Linked DNA regions of Mus musculus: all the other regions are linked to region 3. A link is a contact called in public Hi-C, HiChIP or PLAC-seq and promoter capture Hi-C data. All regions are on one chromosome and are shown on one strand. The core of a region is the stretch at or near the end of the contact, and the rest is flanking DNA. Distances in the headings are between cores, read along the strand shown.

Evidence for each region. Promoter capture Hi-C pulls out the DNA fragments that hold promoters and counts their contacts. A called contact is a pair of places that touch in the nucleus more often than the background predicts. HiChIP or PLAC-seq counts read pairs in DNA pulled down with a chosen protein or histone mark.
Region 1: a contact with region 3 is called in an H3K27ac HiChIP or PLAC-seq map of embryonic stem cells, with 6 read pairs. The contact joins two enhancer-like sites. A contact is called at or near these places in 4 of 39 promoter capture datasets (the 3T3-L1 cell line, epiblast stem cells and hippocampal neurons), 4 of 484 Hi-C or Micro-C datasets (the AtT-20 cell line, embryonic fibroblasts, granulosa cells and 1 more), 8 of 115 datasets of contacts at active chromatin or transcription factors (bone marrow-derived macrophages, double positive thymocytes, embryonic basal ganglia and 4 more) and 4 of 9 other capture datasets (adipose tissue, embryonic stem cells, liver and 1 more).
Region 2: a Hi-C map of embryonic stem cells shows a contact between it and region 3, with 3 times the contacts expected there. The contact joins two enhancer-like sites. A contact is called at or near these places in 6 of 15 datasets of contacts at CTCF or cohesin (the G1E-ER4 cell line, the NIH/3T3 cell line, embryonic stem cells and 2 more), 57 of 484 Hi-C or Micro-C datasets (the AML12 cell line, B cells, the C10 cell line and 36 more), 10 of 115 datasets of contacts at active chromatin or transcription factors (the HPC-7 cell line, the NIH/3T3 cell line, embryonic stem cells and 4 more) and 4 of 9 other capture datasets (adipose tissue, embryonic stem cells, liver and 1 more).
Region 4: a promoter capture Hi-C map of embryonic stem cells shows a contact between it and region 3, with 2.5 times the contacts expected there. The contact joins two enhancer-like sites. A contact is called at or near these places in 6 of 39 promoter capture datasets (the HPC-7 cell line, cranial neural crest, embryonic stem cells and 3 more), 1 of 484 Hi-C or Micro-C datasets (nephron progenitors) and 2 of 9 other capture datasets (adipose tissue and pancreatic islet).

The regions. Positions count from the first base shown.
Region 1 is chr1:118,400,130-118,404,002 of GRCm38.p6, forward strand. The region is part of intron 1 of Clasp1 (CLIP associating protein 1); the gene reads left to right. Among named protein-coding and RNA genes, the nearest start is that of Clasp1, 13 kb to the left of the region's middle. Within about 2 kb of position 2,617, at least 28 of the 459 cell types and tissues checked have an H3K27ac peak or open chromatin away from gene starts, as enhancers often do. A contact at or near this core is called in embryonic stem cells, where this site is marked.
Region 2 is chr1:118,367,092-118,370,982 of GRCm38.p6, forward strand. No RefSeq gene overlaps it. Among named protein-coding and RNA genes, the nearest start is that of Gm28867, 9.7 kb to the left of the region's middle. Within about 2 kb of position 1,825, at least 79 of the 459 cell types and tissues checked have an H3K27ac peak or open chromatin away from gene starts, as enhancers often do. A contact at or near this core is called in embryonic stem cells, where this site is marked.
Region 3 is chr1:118,479,468-118,483,107 of GRCm38.p6, forward strand. The region is part of intron 8 of Clasp1 (CLIP associating protein 1); the gene reads left to right. Among named protein-coding and RNA genes, the nearest start is that of 2900060B14Rik, 22 kb to the left of the region's middle. Within about 2 kb of position 2,119, at least 91 of the 459 cell types and tissues checked have an H3K27ac peak or open chromatin away from gene starts, as enhancers often do. A contact at or near this core is called in embryonic stem cells, where this site is marked.
Region 4 is chr1:118,595,751-118,599,411 of GRCm38.p6, forward strand. The region is part of intron 40 of Clasp1 (CLIP associating protein 1); the gene reads left to right. Among named protein-coding and RNA genes, the nearest start is that of Tfcp2l1, 30 kb to the right of the region's middle. Within about 2 kb of position 1,966, at least 18 of the 459 cell types and tissues checked have an H3K27ac peak or open chromatin away from gene starts, as enhancers often do. A contact at or near this core is called in embryonic stem cells, where this site is marked.

The DNA.
Region 1 (3,873 bases), core at 1,367-3,866, 79 kb before region 3:
ACCTTTCCACGTGTTTCCATCTGAATACCTTTGGAGGGATGTCTGTTCAAGTCCTTTGCCCATTTTAAAGTTGGATTGTCTTTGTGTCGAATTTTAAAAGTGTTTTAAGTTTAAAAATAATTTACTTATTTATTTGTGTGTGTGTACACGCGCATGTACATGCTATGGTGCACAGGTGGTGGTCAGAAGGTGGGAGTTTGCGGAGTTGATTTTCTTCATCATGTTCTCATCATGTAGGTTCTCAGCTCAGGTACTCAGGCTTAGTGGTGCGTGCTTTTACCCACTGAGCCATCTCATTGGCTCCAGAAATTTGTTTGTTTCATTTTTTAATATTTTTTGACAATTTCAGAATTTATATAATAAAGTTCCTTATCAGATATATGATCTTCAGATATTTTCTCCCATTCTGTAGGCTTCCTTTTTAAAAATATAGATTTATTTTATTTTATTTTATTTTGTCTTTTGCCTATGTATTTGTTTGCATACCACCTGTGTGCCTGGTGTCATGGAGGCCAGAGGAAGGTGTTAGATCCCCTGCAACTGGAGTTACAGGCAGTTGTGGCTGCTGGGAACTGAACTCAGGTGCTCTGCAGAGCAGCCTGAACTCTTACCCAGTGACACATTCATTGTTGCAGCCCCTGGGATGTCTTTGATATAATGGTCTTTGACACAGAGTTTTCAGATTTCTAACTTGTTTGTGTTATTTTATTTTATTTTTGTTAATTACTGTCATGTTTAAGAGTTTACTACCAAATTCAGGATTATGGAGACCTACCGATCTGAGATATATATATATATATATATATATATATATTTTTTTTTTTTTTTTTTTTTTGGTTTTTCGAGACAGGGTTTCTTTCTTTTTTGTTTGTTTGTTTGTTTTATTTATTATTTGTTTCATTTTTGTTTTCTGAGGCAGGGTTTCTCTGTGTAGCCTTGGCTGTCCTGGAACTCACTCTGTAGACCAGGCTGGCCTCCAACTCAGAAATCCGCCTGCCTCTGCCTCCCGAGTGCTGGGATCAAAGGCGTGCGCCACCACACCCGGCTTCTTCTTAGATTTAAAATTTTCAGATTTCGTTCTTCCCTCCCTCCCCTAAGCCTGAGCTCATCTGCTCAGCATCTTGACGAGTTTTGAGTTGCTTTTTGTACAGTGTGATGTAGCAGATCCATGATGATGATTCTACATGCGGGGAGCCAGTCACCCCAGCAACATTTGCAGAGCACTAACTGGCTTAAACTTTAACGTTCCTGTGTGTGCTCTCTCTCAGTAACTTTTATATTTTGCTTTGGACTTTTATTTCATTGCCTCTTGTTTGTTTGTTTGTTTGTTTGTTTTATTTATTATTTGTTTCATTTTTGTTTTCTGAGGTAGGGTTTTTCTGTGTAGCCCTGGCTGTCCTGGAACTAGCTCTGTAGTCCAGACTGGCCTCAAACTCAGAGCTCTGCCTGCCTCTGCCTCCCAAGTGCTGGGATTAAAGGCGTGCACCACCACAGCTCTTCAAGATTTTTAACTGTTCCTGTTAAGTCATATTTTGAAATGTTGGAATCAATGATAGGTTTTAGGAATTTGTGAAATGACCTACTATTTGGTTAAACATGTTAGATAGTATACTAGGAAATACGTTTTATTCCTGACTGCAAAACTGATGTAAGGTTTGGCTGGGGAGTACTTTCCTTGTTGCTTAGACAAAGTCAAGCAACCAAGGGAGGAAGTGTGTATCTCAACAGTCCGCTAGGGAGGGAAAGGCATGGCCGCCAGAGCAGGAGGCAGGTGCTCATGGGGTGCAGCCTACTGTTAGTAAGTAGATAAAAGCCCCTGCCTACCTTGTTTTTCATCTCCCACTTTTTAATTAGAATTTTTATTGCATTTTTAGTTATTTTACTTTGTGGGGGTGGGGTGGGGTCAAAGCTAGCAACACTCAAGTCACAGCACACTTGTAGAGGTCAGAGGACAACTTTCAGGAGTCAGAGCTCTCCTTCCACCATGTGGGGTCCTAGGAATGGAACTCAGGTTGTCATGCTTGGTGGCAGGCACTTTTACTCCCAGAGGCATCTCTTTTCCCTTTCTATCCAGCTCATGGAACGGTGCTGACCACATTCAGGGTCAAGACCTTCCCGTACCAGTTAACCAAAGATAGACCGTTCCCCATAGATGTGCCCTGAGATTTATTTCCTATCGGATTCTAGGACCTATGAAACTGACTATAAATATTAATGATCACAGGGTGATATATGGTAGATATGGTGTTATATGTCTCTAGTCTTACACTCAGGAAGCAGAAGCAGAGGAGTTTGAGTTCAAGGTCAGTCTGGGCTACATGGTGAGACTCTGTCAAAAATTAGGGGGTGATTCTGTATTTGATTTTTCACTTTTTTTTCCTACCCTAACCAGTTTCATTTTAAATAAATACTGAGTTTCAAATTTATTTTCCTTTTTTGCAATGAAGTCTGTGTTTTTCTACCAAAATGGAGTAAACAGCATGAGCAAAGTGTTTTGTCTGGACATTCCAAAGCTGAGCTAGGGAAGGCGTGTCTGCTTTCTCTCTCTCCCGGTCGGGGCCTGTGATCCTGTTTCCCTTACTGTGCTCTTTAGTGCTCACGAGTGTCTAGTGTTACTCGTCCTGGTGACAATCTTCCCTCGGGAGCCCTTTTCGAAACCCACATTCCAGATGTGGTGAAGGAGGCCGAGCTCTGCAGTGTGACCTTGATGTTTTGTTTCCCAGGATGTTTCACTCCAGGTCAGGATTTCTTAGCATCTGAGTAGGGAAACACCTGTGTCATCTTTGGTGCTGTTTGTGTGCCTTTGAGCCTTTTTACCAGTGGACTCAAAGACAGATCATTTCTCTTTCTTTCTTTCTTTTTTTCAAGACAGGGTTTCTCTGTGTAGCCCTGGCTGTCCTGGAACTCACTCTGTAGACCAGGCTTCTCGAACTCAGAAATCCGCCTGTCTCGGCCTCCCAAGTGCTGGGATCAAAGGTGTGCGCCACGACTCCCGGCTTCTCCTTCATTTCCTAGTTCTAAGCAGCAGATCAGAGAGCAGAACAAACACAGCTTTTGAGGGACAGTCAACAAAGTGATTGACCATCTGCTTAAACTCTGGACTGGGGACTTTGTCTGTAAAGTACTGTGTACTCCAGTACTTTCTGTGTACTCCAGAATTCTCTCTGTCTCTCACACACACAAGTGTGAAAAGCTAGGTGTGGTGGCCCAAGTTTGTAATTCCAGTGTTGGGGAAGTGGACAAGTGGATTCCCAGAGCCTCCTAGCCAGCCAGTCTAGCCAATAAGAGATCTTACCTCAAAAATAGATAGATGATAAGCAGACAGACAGATAGATGGATGATAGACAAAGAGACAGACAGACAGACAGACAGATGAATAGGACTGGTGAGAAAGTTCCGTGGGTGAAGGTGCTTGCCACAATTCTGATTACTTCAGTGTAGTCCTTGGGTTTGGAGAAGAGAAACGATCTCCTGAAAGTTGTCCTTTTATCTCTGATCTCCAGAGGCCCTTTATGGCATGCACACACACAATAAAGGGTATGCCCAAGATTGGCCCTGGCCTCCACACCATGTTTATATGTGCACATGCACGTGTAACTCCCCACTCCCATGAGTTTAAACTCCTCTAGTGGGAATGCTGCAGAGAGAGTAGCAGGGGCTTTCTGTTTTCTTTTCCACCTGTGTCTTCTTAGGGAGAGGTTGGGCTGCCTTTATCTGAATTGAATCTGTAGCTCTCTAGCTATATCTTCATGTACCTCTTGCTCATCCAGGAAGTAGTGGGAGTTTATTGTTATTGTTTGTTTTCTATTAATCTATTACACCTCAGGCATGAATTTCCATTCGAGGAGAGCAGCCCTCTAAGGAAAGACGTGC
Region 2 (3,891 bases), core at 575-3,074, 110 kb before region 3:
TTTTGAATTTTAGATGTATATTAACAATTGGCAGGATTAGCCAAGTGATATAGTGCAAGCATGAGGACTTTAATCTGTTCCTCAGAACCCATTCAAGATAACTCTAGAACCCTAGCATTCATATCTTCAAAAATAATGTGGATGGGACTGGCTGGATTACTCATAGGATAAAGGTCTTTGCTGCCAAGCCTGGAGCCTGAGGAACTGAATTCCATCAGATGTGTAAGGAAAGTGCCATCTCTCACAGGTTGTCCTCTGATCCCCACTTGCACATAAATACTCCTTAGTGTATGTCTCAAATATCACCTAAGATGCTGTGATGGCTATTCCTGGTTGTCAAGTTGACTACATCTGGAATGACTACAATCCAGAAAGGGAGGGCACACCTGTGATCCAGATCTTGAGGCTAGAAGACACAGGGTTTTGATTTGGATCTTGAGGAATAGTGGCCATGAAAAGGTTAGGTCCAGGCAAGGTAGTACATGGCTTTAATCCCAGGAGACAGAGGCAAGCAGATCTCTGACTTCAAGGCCAGCCTGGGACAGATTAAGTTCCAAGTCCAGGCATAGTAGTATGCATCTTTAATCTGGGCCATACCTTCTGCTGGAGCCCTACATAAGGATGATGAAAGAAGGAAGGTTCACTCTTCTTTGCCTGCTTGCACTTACTTGCCAGCACATCTGTTGGAACCTACCTCTTCAGGATTCTAGATTATACAGAATACCAGATGAAACACCTAGCCTCGTGGGACTGAGCAACTACTAGACTCTTGGACTTTCCATTCACAGCTACCCGTTATTGGGTTAGATAGATTGCAGACTGTAAGTCATTTCAATAAAGTGTTTAATATAGAGAGACATTCCATAAATTACGTTAATCTAGAGAACCCTGACTAATAGAGGTGCTTATGCTAAAAGTTCTCCAAAATTCAAATTTTATATTGAATATTTTCTTTTTTTAGGTTTTTAAATTATTTATTTATTTATTTATTGTATGAGTGCTCTGTCTGCATGTACAACTAGAGACCAGAAGAGGGCATGAGATCCCACCATGTGGTTGCTGGGAATTGAACTCAGGACCTCTGAAAGAGCAGGCAGTGCTCTTAACTGCTGAGTCATCTCTCCAGCCCACTATTGAATGAGAATATCTGACTCCTGTAATTTGAGAAGCATCAAACACAAATTTAAGGTAACTAATAAGGAAGCTGAATATGGTGGTCCCTGCCTGTGACTCCAGTACTTGGGATGACAAAGAAGGCAGGTCGCACAGGTTCTGAGTCTAGCTTGGGTTATACAGTGAGTTCTCTGAGATACTGTCTCAAAAATTAAACAACAAGAAGGGCTAGAGATGAACCTCAGTGCTCGCCTAGCATGCATGGAGTTCTGAGACCCATCCCTAACACTGTGAGAAAGTCCAGCTGCTGGGGTAGAGCTGGAATCCCAGCACTCAAGAGATAGAGGCAGGAGATCAAAAGCTCAACATCCTCCACTATATAGCAAGTTGAGGACAGCATGGGCTATGGACCCTGTCAGGGGCAGGAGGGAGGGAAGAGACAGACAGACAGACAGACAGACAGACGGAGAGAGACAGACAGACAGACAGAGACAGACAGACAGACAGACAGAGAGAGAGAGACATGGGAGTAGCTTTTGTTGTTTTATTATTTATTTACTTGAGAGTGTATCTCATATACCCCAGGCCTCCAGCTCACTAGCTAGCTGAGGCTGATCTTGACCTCCTGATTCTCCTGGGACTACCTCACTGTGCAGTGAACTGCAGGCGTAGGCTACAGCACTGACTTTAAGATGCATTCTTTCAGGAAATAATCCACATACAAAAGCCAACCCAAAACAACAACCACAAGCCTACACCCTCTGAGGTAATCATGACTAAACCTGACTTGCCCCTCCTCTTTTGCAAGCAGGCACCTCTGTGCTGCTTTCCCAGGACAGTCCCAACAGTGACAAATTGGGTGTCTTAAATCCACAGGCCCCTGTTCTCTCACAGTGCTAGATACAGGATGGAGATGAAGGTGTCACCAGGGCCCCACCCTCGCTGAAGATTTTAGGGCAAGAACTTCAGTGTTTCCTCCTGGCTTCTGTCAGCATAATGCCAGTCTGAGACTGGACTGCTGCATCATGTTGTCTGGGTCCAAATCAAACTATGTGAGTCATTGGATGACAGCATGCAGGAGTCCAGGATGACTTCAGTTCAACTGATACAAAGTCCCATTCCTAAATAAGGTCACATCCCCAGATCCTGGGCGTTAGGACTTTGATGTGTTTTTCTTGGGAACACAAATCTATCTGCCTGCCTCACTCAGTGCCAAACCATCTTTGTTTTGGGAACTTAATGATTTCTTTGTCTGGTGGGGGAAGGTTTGGGGAGGTGCTTCAGTGGGGGAAGGGCATGTGCTGTGCAAGCAGAAGGACCTAAGTTTGAATCCCCAGCACTCAAGTACCAGATGTGGCCATTCCAGCCTGTGACATCAGCATGGGGAGCAGGGGAGGTATATGGCTGGGGCTTGTTGGCCAGCTAGTATAGGCGGAAGAAAATGGAGCTCCATGTTTAGTGAGCAAGCCCTTTTCAAGAAATAAGTGGATTTAGGTGTGGTGGTACACACTGTTAATCTCTCCACTGGGGTGTTGGGATGGGGGCAAGGCAAGTGGATTTCTATAATTCAAGACAGGGGCTTGGTCTATGTAGAGAGCTCCAGGACAGCCACCAGGCTATGTAGTAAGACTGTCTCAAACCTCCTTGTGAAAAGAGAGAGAGAGAGAGAATATAAGTGGAAAATGATAGATGATACTTGATGTCCTATTCTTGCCTCCAAGTGTACACACACACACACACACACACACACTATAAAAAGTGTCCCCCCAGATAAAAACACAAGATACTTCCAGCACTTCAGAAATCTACATCATACCCCCTCCCAGTCATTACTGTAGTGTTTGAGAGTCCCCCACTGGCACCTTGACTTCTGTCATCAATTCTAATTCATGGGTTCCCATCTCCCAGCTACAGAAACTAGACAGAACTCACAGAGCAGCTACTAGCTGCTGTCCTCAAGACTGTGTGTGTCTTCTCACTGAGGAGATGCGGATCCAGATAGACATTGGAAGAAGAATGTGGGGCTCAGTCCAGGAGGCTTCAGGCCAACTTCTATGACTTCCCCTTGTCCTCACTCCAACTTTTCCAAGCGACAAAATATGATGCCATACACCAATACTTGCTAACTAGGACAACGTACCTGAACCTTATCCAGGACTTCTGTAGGCCTTGGCCATGCAGAAATTGTTGTTTTAAAAAACAAAAATCCCAGCTGTTTGATTTCACCAATGAAGACTCAGGAGCCAGAGGATGTGATGAAAGCCTGATACCTCAGAGGGGCAGAGAAAGCACCCAGCTGACCTTCCTACTCCACTGATGTCCCAGAAGGAAAAAGCTCTTTCTCCTCCACGTTGTCTTAATCACCATCTAACTCAATGTCCCTCCTTTCCATTTAGTTATGTTCACTCCCTGTCAGCTGGTCGCTTGCTCTGCCTTTTGACCTAGTTTGGCTTTATTTGGCTGTTAGGTTCAAAGTGAGTGTTAGAGCTGAGCCACACCACCAGCCAGTCCACAATCTTGAGGTTCACAATGTGGTCAAATATCCTACAATAAGACATGGCTGGGGCTGGAGAGATGGCTCAGGGGTTAAGAGCATTGACTGCTTTTCCAGAGGTCCTGAGTTCAATTCCCAGCAACCACATGGTGGCTCACAACCATCTGTAATGGGATCTGATGCCTTCTTCTGGTGTCTCTGAAGACAGCTTTAAAAAAAAAGACATGGCTGACTATATGCACACCTGAGGTTCTAGTCTCACCAGAGGAAGGCATGAAATTGCC
Region 3 (3,640 bases), core at 869-3,368:
TCTGTGGGACTGTTATTGCGCAGTCTCCTCTCTGACAGCCCCTGATGTAAGGTGACCCTGGCTCATCACTCTAAACGTGTTTTCTACATGGTAGTGTCAGCTCTCTGGCAGTGGTAATGTGGCAGTCAGACTGGTGCTGGCATCACTAGACACATTGGTGCACCTAATACTCCAAGCAGTCTGCCACATTTAACTTTTAAAGCACATTTATTTGAATATATACCGGCCGTGGCATTCAGATAAGAGGTCAGATGGTAACTTTCTGGAGTCAGTTCTCCCTCCCACCATGTGAGTTCCAGGGCTTGATCTTAAGTTGTCAGTCTTGGCAGCAGGCGCCTTCACCCCCTGAACCGTCCCACTGATCCTTTTAACACCTACCTACCTACCTACCTACCTATCACTTTTCAAGACAGGGTTTCACTGTAGCCCTGCAGAATTTATTCTGCAGACCAGACTGTCCCCAAACTCACAGAGATCCACCTGCCTTTGCCACCCAAGTGCTTGGATCAAAGATGTGCACCACCACCGCCGAGGCCTTTGCTCATTTTTAAATTGTGCTATCTTAAGTCTTCATGACTGAACCATATGAATTATTTTTAGACTCATGGACAATAAGACTCCTAGCATATAAATAATTTGCAGGACACCCTCCCATTGTGCAGGTTGTCCTCTCTCCTTTATGTGTTAGTATATAAAATTTGTAATTTTTGATGACATTCATGTTTACTTTTGTTACTTGTGAACAATGACACTAGTTTCAGCCAGAAATTGAAGCGCTAGATTAGCACTAACTTGGATAAACTTGTTTTGTAAAGATTAACTGTTTAACTTCCGGACGATTTCATACATGTATCTGGTACATGTGATCATTCCCCATTACCTCTCTTACTTACCCTTCTCTGCTGGCCCTGTTGGCTCAGCTTCCTGTCCTGCCCCCCTACTCTCATGGCTTTTGTTCTTTGTTTTCTTAAGGTACAGGTACTGAAAATAATTTTCATAAGCACATTTTTATAGACCTACTAGTGTTAAGGGTAATAGCTTTAAGGAATAGATAAGGCTCGTCTTGGGTTATATGTCTTGACATACTTAAAATTATATTCATTCCTTTGTGAGTATAATACGATTGTGACTGAAATTAGCAATAAAGACATAGCCAAGTAGCCATGTAGAATGTGCTTTCTGTCTGAAGTGGGTGCTTCATCTCCACGCAATGCTTCCTTGTTGCTAAGCTACCCAAAGACTCAGTTTTGTCTGGCAAAAAAATATGAGCATTAAAAATATGTTGTTGTTGTATAGATGTATTTTTTTTCTTTTCCCCTTCCATATAATTAGCAAACCCCTTGAAACACAAATTACAGTGTTTCCTTCCATGGTTTTCAAAAAGCAAATTATTTTCTGTGTACTTTTTTTTTAAATCAAGCAGATGTGCTGTGCTTCCAGGCAAATTAGACTCTCAGAGTGAAAGAGCATTAATTAGGGACTAGTCAGTGTCCTTTATCCATAGCCATTAAACAGTCTTGAGTTGTGTTTGATTGACACGAGGCCCTGGACATAATTTGGTTAGAAAATTTATGTGTTGTTGTTTCCTAAGAAAAGCGAATATGTTAATGAGGAAATCTAGACTGCATCATATTGATTAAATCTTTGGAAATGCTATAGTCTGTAGCTAAAGGAAAGAACAGAATATTAGAGAGAAAGTCACACACTCAGTTAACTGATAATTATATAACTCTTATCATCTGTTACACACACGAATATACATCGCCTATCATTTTGCTGCAAAATACAGCCTTCCTTACATTTTTTACTGTTGAAAATAACTTGCAAAATGTTACCTAATTTAACTTCTTGGAAGTTAGAGCTCCCTGTAAGCCTGGAAACAAACCACCGATGAGCTCAATGAGCAAGTTAGGTAAGGTCTGGAATGTTGCCAGGCGCGGCCAGGACAAAGCATTCATTTAAAGGCGAGCCTTTATTAAGTGGCCAACCCTCCATTATCCACTCACACAGCTTTAAAGGCAGTGTTGCTGGATAAGTGGCTCAGGTGGATAATGGTCCCATTCTGTCCTTGCTTGTTTACTAGGCTGTGCATCTCACAGGCTTGGAGAGTTCAGAGTCTTAGGAAAGTGTTTCCAAACTCACAAATAGGCGGGCCTTGTGCTACCAGGCTGGCAAATGTGTTGAGCTGTGCTGAGAAGCCCTCTCCATATAGCCTAGAAAAGATTGCCTCTCTGCAGTGCAGTAGAGTAAGCAGCAGGGACTGCCGGCGTCATGTCCATGTGAGACTGAGGTTGCTTCTTGTTTGAAGGTGTATCGTAGTTAGGGAAAGGGAGTTTCTTAAGGGAACTGAGAAATTTGAACTGAGAATTTTGGTTTGCAAAATGAATAAGCTGTAAAGACTCTTATTATAATCTGTGAGTGAAGACAGACAGAGGCAGTCCCCTCCCTGGCCGTTGTGAAAAACTCAGGGCGAGAGTCTAGGCTCTTATTTTGGAATGAGGTGGCAGTTGTCACAGGGCTTCTCCTGCAGAAGGTGTGGGAGGAGAGTCTGCTGATGCCTAAGCTGCTGTGAGAAGGGCATTTTTATCTGGTGCCGGATCCCTGACAACATGACCACTGGCAAAGGTAAGCCCTGTGTTTTGGAAAGTGTAATTATTACTGATGTATTGGTACGTCACATAAACAGGACATTTTATAATCGTGTTGTTAGCTTACACCCATGGGTAGAAAGTAAAGAAATGGTTGCCGTGAATGTTATTTACAGGGAGGCAGGGGAGATGATAAGGCCTGCAGATGAGTAAAGTTGATGACCTTAAAAGACAAGGAGGAAGGACACACAGAAGCAGAGGTGACCAGAAGTCAGTCCTCAGTGGGTCTTTTGTGTACTTTTAGCTTTTCTGTGCTCCTTTATGTTCTGGGGATAAATCTGTTTTTCTTATCTAAAGCATTTGTTGATGTGCTTAAGCTGTCTTCAGAAAGGCTGGGAATGTCTGCGTTTCTCCAGCTGCTGCTAGAAGGAAACCACAGTAGCAGTATGCTGTCACTGCCTTCCAGTCCCTGTGTGGGAAGGGGGATTCTGTAAAGTGACGAAAGCTGAGGAGTGAGGCCACCCGGCACTTGCTCGCACACTGTCCTGCTGCCTGGCCTCGCTTCCCCTGGAGGATTTGCCCAGGCTTAGGGAGTGCTGAGAGGATGGGGAGGCTCCACAGAGATTAGGTCTGTGTTGACCACTGAGTGTGGCTGATGGAGCAACCTGTTGACTGGCCTGCTGTCCTAGGGGGTCACGATCCCAGCAGACCTAATCTGTTGTCTCTGAAGGACATTTCCAGACAGACCCTTCAGCTGAAGCAGAAATGACTCAAAGTGCAACTGCTCACAGCGACCTGTGTTCATTTCTCTTCCACTCTGGGGAACTGGGCTCCTCTCAAGTACTTTGGCACTGTGCTAATATTGTAAGGATCCTAAAGGGCATGTATGTCTATCTTGTTTGCATTTTCTTGTGCTATTCTGTGTGTGTGGGGGGGGGGGGTGGGGGGGTGGGTATACACGTGAGGCCAGAGGTTGACTTAGGGGAGTGGGTTCTCTTCTTTCACCATATGGTCCTAAGTCTGAAGTCCATTCATCAGGCTTGGCAGCAAGT
Region 4 (3,661 bases), core at 716-3,215, 120 kb after region 3:
TATGTGGCTACTGAGTAACAAACCTAAATCCTCACACATGCTAAAGCTCTAGTTTCCCTGGGCCCAATCTTAGGATTTGACCAGAAGCCCTGTTTCCTTTGGAAATTCTTGCTTTTTTAATAAACAGACAAAATCAGAAGCCTAGATAGCATCATTGTGTGGTTCCTAGTTGTTGAGACAGCAACTGCTAGGATACAGACTCCTCTAATGACTGTTTTGTCACTGACGTGAGCCAGGTGGGAGGAGGACAGGACAGCCTTCAAGTCTGTAGTGTGTGAGTTCATTACAGCAAAGATCACTGTATGGTTCCTAGCAAGGAGCACTAAGAACTGCTGGAAATATCAGGGTAGACAGCCAGGACAGCAAGGTGAACAGGAGAGAGAAAACTGGCTGAGAGCCGGTGCAACAGGGAGTGGGATGGGCGGGTATAGAAGGTACCCAGGCTGAAGCCCACTGCAGGGGAATGCAGGGGCTCACCAAGTCAGGGAGCCAGTGCAGTTGCCATCCTAGTGGGCCAAGCCCAGTGTCCTTCCTGTGGATGGTACTACCGCTCCCGCTGCTGCTGTTGAAGGGCAGAATAAGTCTGTACTGGTAAGCTGACCCCTGAGAGCCATGCCACCTGCCCCTTAGCTGACTCCTGGCCTTAAGCAGCTCTGGAAGGCAGCTGCTTTGGATGGCAGAGCTTTACCTTGGAGGCAGGAGATAGATTTGCACAGTGCTCACAGGCTATGCTGGACATGTCTCTGAGGCTTCCTGATGTCTAGGGGTGTTACAGGTGTCCTTCCCTGTGGTATCCATATTGGTGAGGTGAGGTGGCTATGTCCCCTTTACCTTCTCCTGTTGAAGAAAGTATGCTAACTTAAAATAGAAGAAAAGTTATTACATTTATTTACTTACTTTGTGTATGACACACAACACAATAAAGTAAATGTAATTTAACTGCATTTCATTGACTAGATCTAAGAGGCCATTTAAATTCAACTTTAAAAAAAAAACCTCTATATAAATTATTGTAAAAATGACTTGTATCCCTGGGGTGCTGCCTGCTTTCAGTCTGTTGTGTGTGTGCGTTCTGTGGCTAGGCCAGCATCAGCATTGGACTGGAAAGCACTGTGATTTTTTTTTTAGAGATGGACAGTGGACTTAGGAATGCGAGATTACTCCATAGCTCAGCCCCTCTATAGGGTTGGGCCTATATCTGCCACTCCCCACCCCACCACCCTCCTAGAGCCCCTCCCACTCCTCACCATTTGCCCCTGCCATCCCCAATCTACCCAATGAGTAGGTCAGTCTCTTGTGTGGGTGGGGGGTGGGGTGGGGGGTGGCATGCATGCGGCAGTGACTCCACAGAGCTCGGAGGACCATGTAGGAAACAGTTCTCTCTCCCAAGTGGATACCAGGGAGTAAGCACGGGCCCTCAAGCTTGACAGTAAGCCCACTCACTGGTCAGGAGTGCACAGCTCTTGTGCTTCCCTTCTGAGGAGTTTTGAAGCCCCTCTCTGTAGGTGGGCTTTTTTTTTTTCAGAGAAAAATGCTTATCAGGTTCAGATGAGTGATAAGATTTTATAAACCAAAACAACTCTCCATCCAGTTCTTCTTATAATTTTCCTGATGGGAACAACAACCACAGACATGAGAAGAGTTTACCTCAGCATCTGCTGACTGAGGGAACAGAACCAGGCCAGAGCAGCCTCGGGAGCCAGAGCTTTCCTAGTCTCTCCCATTTCTACTCTAAGTCCTAGCTCCTGGCTGTGCTGTTTTGGGACATTACTCTTCCATTATAGTTTGTTGTTGCTGATTATTATTATAGACAAGGTTTCTCTGTGTACCCTTGCTGACCTGGAATTCCCTGTTGTAGAGCAGGCTAGCCTGAAACTCAGAAAAATTTGCCTGCCTCTGCCTCTAGGAGTGCTGGGATTAAAGACATATGTGACCACACCCAGCTCCCTTGTTATTCTACTGGACACCAAGACTCCTTGTCTTCTGTATTTGTTGACACCTTTCTGGCAAGTTCCAGAAGGTGGCATCAGCATGTCTTTAGCTTCCAAATAATCCAGGAGCTAAGCTTCAGGTGCCTGGGAGGTGCTCTTGGGTTCTAGCCATCATTGTTTTTGGATGCCTGCAGTTTGTTCTTTCTTTCTTTTTTCTTTTTTTTTTTTTTTTTTTTGTAATGTATCCAGTTCTGCTGCATCTGAGACAGAGCCAAATCAAACTTGGTGTACTCCAAACACGCAGTCCAAATGTCAAGAACTCCTATGCCCTAAAATTAAGAAACCTAATCTTTATGCAAACACTCATCAGTATTTTGAGTCATGATCACATTTCCTTAAGAAGCTGGGTGTGCAGGAGGATCAAGAGATCAAGACCAGCGTGGGCCACAGAGCTTGCTCCTCATTGCACAAACATCTGTGAAACAACTACATGTGTCAGTTACCTTTTTCTAGCTAAACACTTCCATCCTTAACAGTGAAAAGAAAGTTTCTGTGTTTCTAACCAGACAGAAGCCAAATCAGAATATAGATGGAGTCTGTCCACTGAGAAGTCAGCTGTAACCCTAATGGGGGGACTCTATATGTCTCCCCCACTTTTAAAACACCTACAGCACCAACAGCCTCTTTGTCTACTGAGAAACTACCTTCCTTTCCTTCTGCTGCCTGTGTTTGCTTTTGCTCTCTGTTTGCTTACATTATAACCTTGCTTCTTATGTTACAGAGAACACAGGGCAGAACCTAAAGTTTACCCTAATACAGGCAGCCTGCCAAAGCCAGGGTTTGGCATATGGAGGGAAGTCAGAACACTCCTTCTTTGCCAACCCAGTGTCTGTCCTGGCGAGCTTTCTGTCACCCTGGGGGAAAGAGAGGCCTTCAACTGCTCATCCTCGTGTGCAGTCCCTGGCAGTTGATGTCCAGTTTCCAGAAGCCCAGTGTACCCTGTTGTTGAAGTGCTTCGTGCCCACACCTTCTAAAATCCCTGGATGTCCCAAGATGCTGGAGCGAGATTCCCTTCAGCAGAGCTGAAAGGGTGTGCTCCCAGCATCTCACAGCACAGTTGAACCTGCTCAGGGGGACGGGAGCATGGGACGTCTTCTCACTGTGAGATGCCTGAGGATGTGGCTTCTCTTGAGGCTAACTGGCAGAGGCTGGGGCCTGACTCTGTCTTCAAGTCTGTTTGTTCTACTCTGCCCCTGGTGAGATCTTCAGTTCTAGTTGCCACACATCAGTGCACTTAGATCAGCCACATCTAAGTCTAAATCACTGTCTCTGGGCTGGTGATGTAACTGATGGCTGAGCGCTTCTTGGGCATGTATGAAGGCCCAGGTTCAGTCCTCCAAACCAGCACTACAGCAACAACAAAGACAACACCGTGGCTGCAGTCAGTCCCACATCGTTCCCTCCAGTGCTCCATGGCAGCTGGGCATGGTGCATTTTTGAAACACTGAACTAGTGTCTTCACAGCAGCCTTGCTGCTGGGCCAAGTTGAAAAGAAAGGCCAGTTTCCCACCACAGGCCTTGCTGTGTGCACATCTAGCCCAGCTCTCCCCAGCAAGCTCTTGCACTATAGCCTTAAAGCAACCCATGGGTAGAGAAGGAAACTGAGGGATGATGGGAACCCTCCCCCTTCCCCCTTTTCAGACAACTGGTTGCTAGGGAAATAACCTGAG